Regions from separate parts of the Pan troglodytes genome. Here region 2 is linked to region 1. Evidence: chromatin contacts called from public HiChIP or PLAC-seq data. All regions are on one chromosome and are shown on one strand. The core of a region is the stretch at or near the end of the contact, and the rest is flanking DNA. Distances in the headings are between cores, read along the strand shown.

Region 1 (6,812 bases), core at 2,207-4,706:
ACTTTCATAGCTAGAGAGGAGAAGTCCATGCCTGTTTTCAAACTTTCAAGGACAGGCTGACTCTTCTTATTAGGAGTTAATGCAGTTGGTGACTTGAAGTTGAAGCCAGTGCCCATTTACCATTCCAAAAATCCTAGGGTCCTGACAAATTATGCTAAATCTGCTCTACCAGTGCTCTATAAATGGAACAATGATGCCTAGCTGGCAGCACATCTGTTTACAACACAGCTTTCTGAATATTTTAAGTCCACTGTTGAGACCTACTGCTCAAAAAAAAAAGTGTCCTTTCAAAATATTACTGGTCATTGACAATGCACGTGGTCACCCAAGAGCTATAATGGTGCTATATGAGGAGATTAATCTTGTTTTCATGACTGCTAACACAATGTCTATTCTACAGCCCATGGATCAAGGAGTCATTTTGATTTTTAGGTGTTATTATTTAAAATATACATTTAATAAGGCTAGAGCTACCACAGACAGTGATTCTTCTGATGGAACTGGGCAAAGCACACAGAAAACCTTCTGGAAAAGATTCACCATTCTAGATGCCATTAAGAACATTTGTGATTAGGAGGAGGTCAAAATATCAACATTCACAGAAATTTGGAAGTTGATTCCAACCCTCACGGATGACTTTGAGAGGTTTGAAATTTCTGTGGAGAAAGTACCTGCAGATGTAGTGGAAATAGAAAAACAACTAGAATTAGAAGTGGAATTTGATGTGACTGAATTGCTGCAATCTCATGATAAAACTTGAATGGGTGAAGAGTTGCTTCTTGTGGCTGAGCAAAGAAAGTGGTTGTTTGAAAAGGAATCTATTCATGGTGAAGACTCTGGAAATATTGTTGAAATGACAACAAAGGATGTGGAATAGTGCATAAACTTAGTTGACCAAGCAGAGACAAGGTTTGAGAGAATTGACTCCAATTTTGAAAGAAGTTCTACTATGGGTAAAATGCTATCAAACAGCATTGCATGATATGGAGAAATCCTTTGTGAAAGGGAGTCAATCAATGCAGCAAACTTCATTGTTGTCTTATTTTAAGAAATTGCCATAGCCATTCCCAACATTCAGAAACTACCATTCTGATCAGTCAGCAACCTGACCCTGATCAGTCAGCACCTATCAACATTGAGGCAAGACCTTCCACAAGCAAAATGACTGTGAATCTAGTGGGCATGGTGATGTGGACCTGTAGTCCCAGCTCCTCAGGAGGCTGAAGCAGGAGGACTGCTTGACCCCGGGAGTTTGAGGCTGTAGTGTAGTATGATCACATCTGTGAATAGCCACTGTACTCAATCCTGGAGAACACAGCAAGACTCCATCTCTTAAAAAAAATAGAAATAAAAATAAAAATAAATTTAAAACTTGCAACTTGCAAAGGCTTAGATGATCATTAGCAACTTTTTGGCAACAAAGCACTTTTTAGTTAAGGTATGTGCATTGCTTTTGCAGACATAATATTATTGCACACTTAATAGACCACAGTATAGTGTAAACATAACTTGCATATGTTTTGGGAAACCAAAAAATTTGTGTGACTCACTTTACTGCGATATTTACTTTATGTGGTGGTCTGGAACAGAACCCAAAATATCTCTGAAGTATGTGTGTATTATTAACTCAGTAAAGTAATTTTAAGTGTCTTGTGCTGGCACCCCTCTAAGCATTTTTATAAACCTTACGCCAGTTCCATGTGGTAGGTTCTACTTTCACAGATAAGGAGACTGAGGCATAACAGAAGTTAAGCAATTTGCCCAAAGTTGCACAACTAGAAAGTTGAGATGTTTGACTTTGCATCCAGGCAAAGTCTCATGCTTAATCTCTGTGGCCTCTTTGAGCTCTGAATCCTATGGCTCTTCCATGAACTTTGATGTTTTATATTCAGCAATATGTAAAAAGACTGTTCTAACATCAAGCACTAAGTATGCTGTTCCTCGTTTCTTTTTTGCCTTATTACAGGACAGCATTCTTTTTCACCACTTACATTTCTGCCTTAGAATCACGGATCCTTCATCTCCCAAGGCCTTAGAGTTAGAAGACAGATTTCTCCTTCTTTTCAATTAAAAAAAAAGAAAAAACTTTATTCTGTTTTTCTTCAGTGTCCTGGGTCATTTAATAAAGTGAATGAAAAATTTTCTCATTTCTATTAACAATAAATTATTCCTATTGCCAGGGTTCACCTGAAATCCCCAAATCAACTAGTTAAAATAGAGGCACATCTGAGAACCTCTAGATTAATAGAAGAAAGATAAAGAGTACAGAGACATAAGTATCTTACTCTTTTGTAAAAATTGAGGCGTATATACAGCTTGCTCTTTCATCTGGATTATGCTATATTGTTTGTCCTCAACAAGAAAAGTATACTGTGGGCCAGGCCTGGCAGCTCATTCCTGTAATCCCAGCACTTTGGAAGGCCTAGGTGGGAGGATTGCATAACACGAGGAGTTCGAGACAAGCCTGGGCAACATAGTGTGACCTCTTCTCCACCACCACCACCAACAACAACAAAAAATTTTAAAAATTAAAACTTAGCCCAGAGTGGTGTTGCACGCCTGTAGTTTCAGCTACTTGGGAGGCTGAGATGGGAGGATTGCTTGAGCCCAGGAGTGCTGAGGCTTCAGTGAGCTATGATTAGCCACTGCACTGCACCCCCAGCCTGGGCGACAGGGCCGAGACCCTGCCTCTAAAAAAAAAAAAATGCCTCAATGGTGTAAATTATTTTACATAAAATGTCTCTGTATAGTCCTATATAGACCGAGGAGGAAAACCAATGAGATATAAAGTTTTCATAATGTTAAATAATGTACAATTTCAAATAATCCTGTATATTACTATACAGTAGAAAGAATATGGTTACAAAAAACATTTCCATGAGGGCTGTGATTGAGTTCCGTGTTCCCGTAAAAACACTTAGAGAAGCCTAACTGAAGATTTCTAGAACCGACTGACAACTGATTTCAGTTGTAAACACACAGTAAGCCAGCCTAGTTAGGCAGACATTCATTGCACGCCAAGGAGACACCAACGGGACTGCGTGCTCTTGCGTTATGAATCCCACGAAAATAAATCTTGTGCTCCGTGTAACAAGACTTTAACTTGCAGTAATATCCTTTCATCATTTAATATTTATTGAGCGCCTACCATACACCAGGCTCACATACTGCACTGAACACCGACCCTGTCCCATGAAGCCTTACACTGATGGGAGACACCTTTGCATGTTCCATCGCCCAATTATCAAAAAAAAAAAAAAAAAGATAATCACGTAACCGAAACCTGGAAATCTGCCTTGGACATACAAAAGAGCAGGCGCGACCTCGGACCAGCTCCGAGGCAAAATTCACTCAGCGCGGGACAGCGACAGGGAATCCGGCCGCACCTGTGCCTGCAGTCTCATTGCTCGGAACGGCGCGCCACTGTGACGTGTCAGGCCCCGCCCCTGACTCTCTTCATAGTGCCCCCGCCTCCTTGCGCGAAGTGCGCAGGCTCCTGGGCAGGGCTTGGGTTCTGCCCGGGGACGCAGCCCAGTTAGTAGCGTCGCTCCCTGAGCGCTTCTAAGGGGGCCGCCCGGCCTTGTCTTTCGGCAGTGGCCGAGCCACCGCCGCCTGCCGCGCGTTCCAGAGCTGGGCGCTGCAGCTGCACTGCCGATCGCCGTGTTTGGTCGATAGAATCCCCAGTGTGCCCAGAGAGTGCGACCCCTCGCCCGGCCCGGCGAGCCCTGGGCGTGAACCGAGCTGAGGGAGGATGGCAGCCTCTGGGGTGGAGAAGAGCAGCAAGAAGAAGACCGAGAAGAAACTTGCTGCTCGGGAAGAAGCTAAATTGTTGGCGGGTTTCATGGGCGTCATGAATAACATGCGGAAACAGGTACCGCCTCTGTGGGAGTGACGGACGACGGTGGGAGGTGGTCCGGGGCTCGGGCCCCTGGTTCCCGGGGTCGAACCCCGCGCCCTGTGGATCGCGCCCCTCTTTCTCTGTCCTCGCCCCTCCTTCCGTTTTCGCAGGCGAGCGATTCCGCAGTTGGTAGAGGGGCGCGTAAAACAATTCTCGAGCAAAAGTGCTTCTCGTCTGCCGAAGATGTAGCTCCCAAGTCAGACTCCTGGGGGACTCCTCGGGCTGGCTTTCGCCGTCGGGTATCGGTTGTGTAACAGCTCTGCCCTAGTTATCTCTTTGTGGGGCGAGGATCCTTCCATTGGCGAGCCGTTTTAAGGTGTCGTGAGATCTTGTGTGAAGAAACCCATTGGCATAGCCCAAACCGAAGCCCCCAAAGGGAGGAGAGTTGCTGGCCTGAAATCAGCTGCTCTTAAATAAGGATCCCCGCCCCTTCCTGTATTCCCCGGTGGAGCTAGTTGAAGAGGAGTCCTCCTGTTCGTGCTAATTTAGAGCAGAAGCAGCCATCGATAAATACCATGCCATCTTCTAAGGGCACTGTGCGCCTCTGTTATTAAGAGGAGCTCTTTGTTCTGTCCTTGGTGTGTGGTGCATTCGTGAAATTCTGCAGCACATCGGCGAAAGGTGGGTTATGAAAAGAACGGATTTTAACGCTGGCGAAGGTGAAACAAAGAGGCTTTTTTTTTTTAATTCCATAACATCTATACCGATAAGCATAGAAAGTCACTTTTTCCTTTCTGTAAGCTTTATTTGTAGATAATACACATCTAAGTAGATTTGTGGGAATGTTTGGGTTTTGTTGACTGGGATCCTGGTTCAAGAGGACAAAGCAGGATGTGAGTTATGTGTAACTGCAAAACCTAGTTTGCTTTGTCTAGTGGTTCTGCTGGGAATATGGGCAACAGTAGAGGAATTTAAGATTTTTATGAAGATATCAACTTCAGATTTCTATAAGCAAACGCTGACTGCAGGGATTTTGTCTTTTTTCACCAGCTCCTGCTACAGTGCACCAGTGCAGTGTATGGGAATGCTTTTAAATCTTTCCTGGCCTTTGTGCTGAAGTACTGTGAATGCCTGAATTCGTTAATTTATGTAACTTACTTTCATGTATCTATTTTCAAATTCATGTTCCTTTCATGTAAACCTTTTTGTATCTACAATACCACAGACTTCAAATTGCTGGTGCATTTAGCTATTGCCTGCCTGTAATGGTAGTTGAACATAGTTTACCAGGGCTTAAACTCGTTGAAGACTCATTAGGTTCCCTCCCACTCCCTCGAATATATGTTTTCATTCGTGGATCATAGCATTGTAAAGCATTGCCTTAATCCCTAAATAGGGTGAAACTGGATTGCAGCAGCAAATATTTACTTGAGGAGGAGAGGATTGTCTGAGACTGTCCGTTTAGCTCTTTGGATTTAAAAATTGACTCACATTTCTTAGCTTTGGAGTATATTAACATCACTTATTTACCGTTACAATAGAAGTACAATTACTGAAAAATCAGGGTTCTGTTACTGAGTAGGAAGGAAAAAATGGTTACCTGGTGAACAACCAGGGGTCCCCTCCACAATGATTAACTGACCTTAATCTGCCAGGTTCTCCTGTTGTCAGTGGTTTGGCATGTGATTCAAACAGTTCTCCAATAGCACTTTTATCAACTTCATGGAATCATGCATCTTTTGCAAGATGTGCAGTTTCACTTCGCAATTGATTTACATTATGGTTATATTGTATTGTCCTGTTTAACATCATAACACAGGAAACAATTGACCAAGAATGACTGACAAGGGCAGTTGATGGGAATTGGCAGAAACAGTGGCTGGTCTGAGCCAGAGGAGGAATGTTTGAGTGAGGACCAACTTTATAAGTGCTCTTGTTCTTTAATTAATATTTTTGTGTTATGACTACTTTTGCATCCCTTTACAATCTCATTGCTTTAAGGATCAGGATAATGAGTGCCTAGATGACAAGGACCCCTCTGTAAACATCCAGAAACATTCCTTCAAGAATTTGAGAACATTGTGAGATTAGCAGACCTCAGTTCCAATCCTGCTCTCTCATTATTTCATTTTGTTATTTTAGATAACATGATTTAGGTCATTCCATCTCTCGGTAGCATAGTGGCTGATTCTATACATAGAGGCAAAAGGGGATTCTGCAGAGCCAGCAGCCTCGGCTTCTTCTAAAGCCTTTTCCTACATTGTTTTTGTCATTTCTAGCCTTTTGTTTCTAAGTAAACTCTCCAGTGAAGTATGGGATACATATAAGAGGGCACAAATCATAAATGTATAGCTCAGTTATTACGAAGTGCACATCCCACCAACAAGACAAGAACATGACTAGTACACTAGAGGTCCCCCCTTATGCCCTTCTCAGTCACCAACCCCACAGTAGTAACAACTATTCTAACTCTGTAACCATTGAAGTTAGAGCAGAAGCAGCCATTGATAAATACCATGCCATGCCATCTTCTAAGGGCACTGTGCACCCCTGTTATTAAGAGGAGCTCTTTGTTCTGTCTTTGGTGTGTGGTGCATTCATGAAAGTCTGCAGCACATCGGCAAAAAGTGGGTTTTTCCTGTGTTTGAACTTATATAAATGTAATCATATGGCATAAACTCTTGTGTTTTGTTTTCTTAAAGCCAACATTGTTTGTGAGATTCATCTGTGCTGTGTGTAGCACTGCTTCATCCTTGTGGTATATAGTATCCCATTGAATGAATATAGCACAATTTATCTATTCTATCATTATGAACATTTGGGTTATTTCTAGTTTGGAACTATTAAGACTGGTACTACTTTGAACATTTTTGTACACTTTGTACATGCCTTTTGGTATGCATATGTATGTATTAATATTTGTGTTGGGAAATACCAAACAGGAATTTTTGAGTCATAAGCTATACCACCTTCA
Region 2 (6,812 bases), core at 1,129-3,628, 360 kb after region 1:
AACAGAATCGGGGCAAACAGAAGCAGCAGCTCACCTTTGCCTTTTTGGGACCGAGTGCTCAACTTCTATGGGTTTCCCGTGCAGTTCTATTTTACCTGCGGACACACAAGAAGTGAGACGGTCGGCCGAGTTCAGCGGCTCTCCCTGCCCGAAGACCCGCACTGCCCAAGCGGCGACACAAATGGCCTCCTGAGGCCCTCGAAGGGCCCCCGAGGCCCGGACGCGGCTCCAGGCGGAGGGAGAAGCCGACCCCCTCGAGCGGCGTGGGCATTTAACTCGCAGATGGTTGGGGAGCAGGGGCCGCTGGCGGGCCCACTACTTGGGTATCAGTCCAGTCTCCAAGCCTCCCCCACCCACCCCTGGGGGCCACCAACACCACGAGGCCCGCAAGAGGGACGCGGCCCACCCTCTCACCGCCCTGGACACGCTCCACAGGGCAGACTCGGGGCAGGGGGCTCCCCTGGCTTTCTTCAGGAGGGGGCGCCCTGGCCCTGCCCTCTGCTTCAGCCCAGACCCGCCGGGAACACTCAGCGGTGGGCTTGAGGAAGACAGGGAGTGGCGGGAAAGGGTCGGGGACGGCAGGGGAGACCACGAACGGGAGAACTGGCAGAGGCGCAGCTCGGCACAGGCTGAACCAGGCGCGAAGGACGGCGAGGCGCCCGCACCACGTCTGAATTGATTAAAAGGGAAGCCGAAAGGCACGGGGCTCCCATGGGGACCCCAACGCAGCCTTCCCCCTGGGCGTCCTGCTCCGCCCGGCACCGTCCCTCGCCCTGGCGGAGCCATACCCGGAGGCCGCAGCCCCGCGCCAGGGCCCGGAGAGCGGCGGGCGGCCGGTGCGTGGCGGCGACTCCCTTCCAGGCGACCAGCCGCCCCCGCCCACCTGCCCCTATCGCTCGTCGGACCAGGGGAGGTGGAACGGGGAAACCGGGCACACACTCTCTCCTCCCACAGGGTGGGGAGGAAGCGCGGGGCCGCCTGTGCGAAGCACCAGCCTCGCGGTCTCACTCGGCAGCACGGTCGAGGCCACTTTCCGTTCTCCACGGCCGGGGGTTTCGGGGCGCAGCACAGACAGCGCCGTAAATAACGACCGAGGAAAGCAGGAAGGAACGAGGCACAGGCGGGCATTCTAGCTCGGCCCCGAGGCCCAGCGTGCCGGGGCCTGGAGCACGCGCCTGGGCCCGGGCGGGGCGCCGGGGGAGCGCGCCTCCCCCAGCCCCGCGCCCCCCTTAGCCAGCGCCGGGGCTTTCTTGACAGCGCGTCCGCCCTCACCCAGCAAACCCCGGCCGGGGAAGCAGAGCCGCGGGCCGGAGTGGGAGCCGGAGCTGAGGAGAGCCCCGGCCCCCACGCGCGTGGGTGTGGGCGCTCAGGCCTCACCCCCGCTCCCCCAGCGCGCCGGGCCTGGGGCCCGCGGAGCCACCCGGTGGGCCTGGGCGGGCGGTGCAGGGCTGGGGCGAGAGCCCGGGTGGGGCCAGGCCCGGGCCCACCTGAAAGCGCCTCGATGGCCTTGAGGGCCCAGCTCTCGTCCGGGCAGTCCACGAACGCGTAACCAGTCTTCACCAGGAAGGGTCCCGACACCGGGATCTTGGCGTCCTTGAAGATACTTTCTAGGTCCGAGGGGGCGGCGTTCTCGCTGAGGTTTCCGATATACAGTTTGTTCATTGTGAAGAGTGGTTGTTTAAAAAAAAATAACGAGAAAAACGAAAAATTAAAACCACCCACGGTGATGGATGGATCCAGCTGGTTTTGTTCCCCTCGTCTTCTCGCCTTTAAAATACACAAACACAGTAAGAACCAAGCACAAGAACGAGGAGTGAAAAATCAGATCCGAGGCTTGTTTTTTCCTTGTCTAGATGTGTTTTAAAAGAGAAAGAAAAGAAAAAGCCTAGCTACAACCCAAACGCATCCACCAGTCTTCCTAAGTCTTAGGAGGAGGCGGGATTAGCAAGAGAAAGGAGGAGGAGGAGGGGAAAAAACTACTTTTTGTCTCTTCCTTCCCAACCCCTTTGGCTTCGGCCAGCGGACTGTGAAAATATCACACTACGTGAGGCAGGCGCCGCCTCCCCATAAAAAACCCAGAAGGGTGACTGGCAGGAGGGAGGGGAGAGGAGGAGGAGGAGGAGGAGGGAGGAAGGCGCAGGAGGCGGAAAAAATCCGCTCCGTGTGTCCGGCTTTTTGAATGAGCCACGTGTTCAAACTACAAATCAACGTCTCACGTGAGGAATCCCAGAGCCTCAATTAGAGTGGGTTTCGGAGAAAAAAGCGAGCGAGAGGAAGAGGGGGAGGGGAAACGAGATTGGGAGAGGGACTCTGAGAAGGGGGAGGAGGAAGAAGGAAAATGCTAAAGGAACCGCAGCCGGCACCAAGCGGGGCGCTGACGGTCACAACTCGAGTTTCTAAAGGGTTATCTGGTCTGGGCGGATCCTGGGAGGGAGGGCTGGAATATTGATTTTTTTTTTTAATGAGGAAATGGGCAGAGGTACTAACAGGCAGTTCCTCAGCTCTAGTTACCGTAGTTTTAATCATTCGATTTTTCAAAATAGGTTATTAACAACAAAACCAGAGTCACAATCCCGAACTCGCCTGGTGGCTTTAATGGCATTAGAAGTGTAACCCCAGCAAAGCCGCAGGCACGTTTCTAAGGCTGGCATGGACGGAAATGCTGCGAGGAGGGGTGGGGGAGTGGGTGAGGGGGGCAGGCGGTGGGGGCAAGACAGGCGGACGACGCGCCCCACCCCGTGCGCCCTTCTCGGGCCCCGGGCACCGCGCGAGTGGGGGCGGCCCGGGCCCGGGGTGGTGGGGGATGGGATCCCGCAGCGTCCTGGGCGGGTGTCTGGGCGACACCTCCTCCGCCTCCGCCTGCGCTCGCGGTGGCTCTCGGCTTCGCGTTTGCCATTGGTTGCGCGATTCAGAAAAGGCTCCAGGATAAATGAGGCCGGGGGCGGGCTTGGCCACTGGTGGGGGAGGGGAGTGCAGGGGCGGAGGTTTCTGGCTAGGGGCTGGGGTCGTCGGGGGCCTGGGCCGCTGGAGGAGAGAAGTCAAAGTGGGAAAAGTCGGTAAAGGGAAACCCTCTCTTCCTGTAGTTTTTAAAGGGGGAGGAGTGGAGTAGGCTGGTACTTTTATTTAAGTAATTTTAGTTGGAGAACTTGAGACTTAAAACTGGAAGACCGTCGTGCATTACCCCTAGGTGGTATTCGCATTTGAAAAATTGTTCGAGTCTCTTTCTGCCTCTTTTCTGCCTGGATTTGGCCATGAGAGCCATACATAATTTTCTTTATATGTAATGAGTACAATGGTGGTTGTCGGGGGAGGATTTGGGCCCGGTGGAGCCTTGTGGGCCAACAAAATGTGAACTGGAGACGAGCAATACGGAAACGAAGGCAGTGCTGGGGTTCTAGTGGAATCTCCAACTGTCGTTTAAAGATTGTGTACTCCACTCAAAGGTTTCATTTGCACCAGATACTTGTGTGTTTTTAACAGGTATATTTTTAACAGGTATTCTATGGAAAAGATAGAAAATTCTAATTTTTTAAGTGAAAGAAATTCTATATAACATGAAAATATAGACAAGAATCTTTAATGACTTGGTACTCTTACTGGTAGAAAAAAGGTATCCTGAATAGAGGAAATATTATGATTTACACTGGAAACATCTTCGGTAATTGATACAGCCTTGCTTCTCTATCAAAACCGTTGTTAGCATTTTAAAATGTGTATTTTTCATTTAAAAGGTGAATGGTAGACTTAAACATGGGAATTGTTGCATGATATAAAGAGTATTTACATTTTGTCTTTTAAAGGGAACTTACTTTGTAATTTTGTGTTAAGGAACCGGAAGGTGTCAGATCATCCATTTTAAATGCAACTGTTCTTTCTTACAGGTTTTTCTTTCCTGCCAAGCGAATCCAACATTTTAAACGTAAACACACTTTCACAATAATTTCATTCACGTTTAATTTAATGAAATGTTGTTACTTTATAAAATAGGGGGACAGACGTGTTTTTGTGTTACAGTATTTGTAACTGAATTAAGAGCTCAGCCTTGAAAGAACGTTTTGGTAAAATTTTTCTTTACGGTTAGGTTGAACTTTTTAAAAGCATTTTTTTCTTTTTTTTTAAAATAACTTTAGTTCTAAAGAAGAAATGTATTCTTTCTTTTGGCCTCTGTGGTATGCAAAATGTAAATATCAAAAATTATGGATTTATTTTAAATGTACCTGTTGTAGAACAAAAGCCATTTGGAGAAATGTTCTTCATACATTCATTTGGTAATATTTGCACTTCTCAATACCACTGTAAATTTTACAACCTGTTGATCATTTAACACTTTTAGTAATTTTTCATAAAAACAAATTGTGTGTGTTCAGCTTGCTTCCAAAATCAATTCAACTATGGCTTCTGGGTTGACTGTATTTGCTCTTATTAAAACTGAGACCTAAGGAAATATCTACTTCTAAAGCATGGAATAAATTGTTTATTTTCCATAAATACTAGTCCATGCTTGTCTGGCACTATCAAACAAATCTAACAGCTGGAATTTAAAACAAGTGTGTGTTTTGATGAAATATGTTCCTGGGACTCCTGTTAACCTAATCTGTGTATTATTGTAACAAACTGGATAGTCCATCTAGGACCTTAAAAACATACATGAGTAATATAAGCTCAGACATCAAAGAGAGAGGTGGATACAGTCCACTCCACTTCCAGTCTTCCAAGCATTTAAGGGTTGAGTCAAAAGATCTTAGGTAGTTGTCTTGCACTAGCACTTCAAGTACAAAGATACCTTTGGTGAATTTTCAAGAATGAATATAAAATCTATTTAACTTCCAGTTTTTTTTTTTTAAATGAATCTCACACAAATTAACTGGTTATAGGCTACTTCAGCTTCTTCCTGAAGCAGTTGTAGCTCCTAATTAATGTGAACTCCACGAAGAAAGAACTCCCACCATTTTATGTGCTCTGGGATGCGGCTGAGTCTTTCCAATTGCAGTCTGTTTACTCTTTGGACAGCTGCATCTCCTCCTTATCTGCTGAACTGAGGACTGTACAAATGTTTCTTGTGGGTCAGTGTAATATTAAAGAATAGCTATGTTTAGAAGGCCAGTTACCGTTGCTGTACCCACACGTCAGGGGCAAAGGCTGAGTGGGCAGATGGGGGGCTGCCACCCCTCCTCACGCCCGGCTTGGGACCAGCCTGGAGTCTCAAGCCGAAACCCCTCACGCGGGTGGGCACACAATGCCCGGCGTGTCGCCTGGGCCTCCTCGGAGGTGCTTTAACAGGCTCTTGCGTTTTTGAACGGCCCTCCTGGACTCTGATCTGTTTAAACTAGAGGCGTTAATAAGTGATAACCTGGATCTGCCCTCCTTGGAAGCTGCCTGCATATATCTTATTGTTTAAAATAAATAAAAATGGTGCCCCGGGAGAGAAGATGGGGTTGTTTCCTTTTTCCTCTGGCTCTGCCCCGAGAAAGAGGGCGGGATCCTCACGGCTCACACTGGGGAGGGTCTTTCGTCGGCCGCCGGCTCGCCTCGGAGGGCCTGGACCACTGGACCGCCTTTCCCCGGGGCCCTGCCGCGGGACCGCGGGCTTCTGGCTCCTCCTGGGGCTGCGTCCGTATGCGCGGAGCGTGTGGCCGGGCCGTCGCCGCGCCACCCCACCTGAGTCCGCCGGCCAGCGCGGGGACGCACCGGGCAGCGTGTGTTTGGCGACCCTCCCGCACCTCTGGTCTCAGTTGCGTGTGTGCACGAGGGGTTCCATAGGGCTCAGGGATGCTTGGTACCCACGGGGGAGAATCCCTCGCCGAACCCTGCGGGTCTGCGGGGCGGGCCGCGAGACTGGCGCGCAAAAGCGGCTCCAAGGCGGGGCTCCCGCGCTCCCCGGGGCCGGCTTGCCGAGTCCAAGTTGAGCAACCGGCGTCGAGAGAGACACCGCCCCTGCTGCGGGCGGGGGCCTCTCCTCGCTTCCGATTGGCTGACGGGGGGAACCTATCGCCGTCGGCCGCCTCCGCCAGAGCGGTTTGCTGGTTTTCATTCATTGGCCCCGGAGCCGCCCCTGGATTTCCATCTTTTGTGGCGCGAAAATAACCCTTTGCTCCCTCGTTGGTTTTGTTGAGGTTGAGGGGTGGGACTGTGTTCCCCTCTGCTCGCTCTCGTTTTTCCTGCCCTTTAACAGCTCGCCCCCAGCCCCAACCCCCAAGGAAGAAAGAGGGAGGTAACGCCGAGGAAGGGTGGAAAGCAGTTCTGCGTCCGTGGGTGGAGCCCGCCCCTTGGCTGACCGCATGGTGCCCGCACGGTCCCTTCCCTTCCCCCAGCGTCCAGCGCCCGGAGGTTCTGGATTTGCGCCATGCTCAGCAGCTGGAGTCACATCTTCGTTTCCCTGCCCATTTCCAACATCTTAGAGTTGATGCGTCCTTTTTTACTTAAAACAACTACAACCAACCATGTTCTCAGGTACCAGAACTTTTCTGGGCTTCTAGAGAAATCGACTCGCCCTACCCGCTCCCTTCCTAAACCCCTTTGTGGTCCACAGGGTTGTTTTAAGCAAAATCAAACAACCCCTCCAAAAAAAGCAAACGAAAAATTCCGGGTAAAATCAACTATGCTGAGACCACGTTTTCGTTGAAGCTGCCCTAAGACCAATGAAGCTGAGACCGACCTTCAAGGATTAACGATTTCTGTAGCTGAAATGTTCTAATTTCACTGACGTTTGGTGGAGACGGTGAGAAAAAATAAATATGAATTTGACTTGGAAAAGCACAAAACAAACGAAATAATAATATTTAATTTGATTAACTGAAAAGGCAAACAGCCAC

What was found. HiChIP or PLAC-seq counts read pairs in DNA pulled down with a chosen protein or histone mark.
Region 2: a contact with region 1 is called in an H3K4me3 HiChIP or PLAC-seq map of stem cell-derived excitatory neurons, with 3 times the contacts expected there. The contact joins the promoter of IGF2BP3 here to the promoter of KLHL7 in region 1. A contact is called at or near these places in 1 of 7 Hi-C or Micro-C datasets (stem cell-derived neural progenitor cells) and 1 of 1 datasets of contacts at active chromatin or transcription factors (stem cell-derived excitatory neurons).

What each region holds. Positions count from the first base shown.
Region 1 is chr6:28,927,711-28,934,522 of NHGRI_mPanTro3-v2.0_pri, forward strand. It overlaps KLHL7 (kelch like family member 7), which reads left to right and starts at 3,457. Exons shown (of 11, transcript XM_527686.8): 1 at 3,457-3,871. The coding sequence starts at 3,752. It overlaps LOC134810416 (a long non-coding RNA gene), which reads right to left and starts at 3,409. Exons shown (of 3, transcript XR_010158360.1): 1 at 3,307-3,409; 2 at 1,992-2,059.
Region 2 is chr6:29,288,220-29,295,031 of NHGRI_mPanTro3-v2.0_pri, forward strand. IGF2BP3 (insulin like growth factor 2 mRNA binding protein 3) reads right to left here and starts at 2,379. Exons shown (of 15, transcript XM_001157593.7): 1 at 1,488-2,379; 2 at 35-95. The coding sequence starts at 1,662.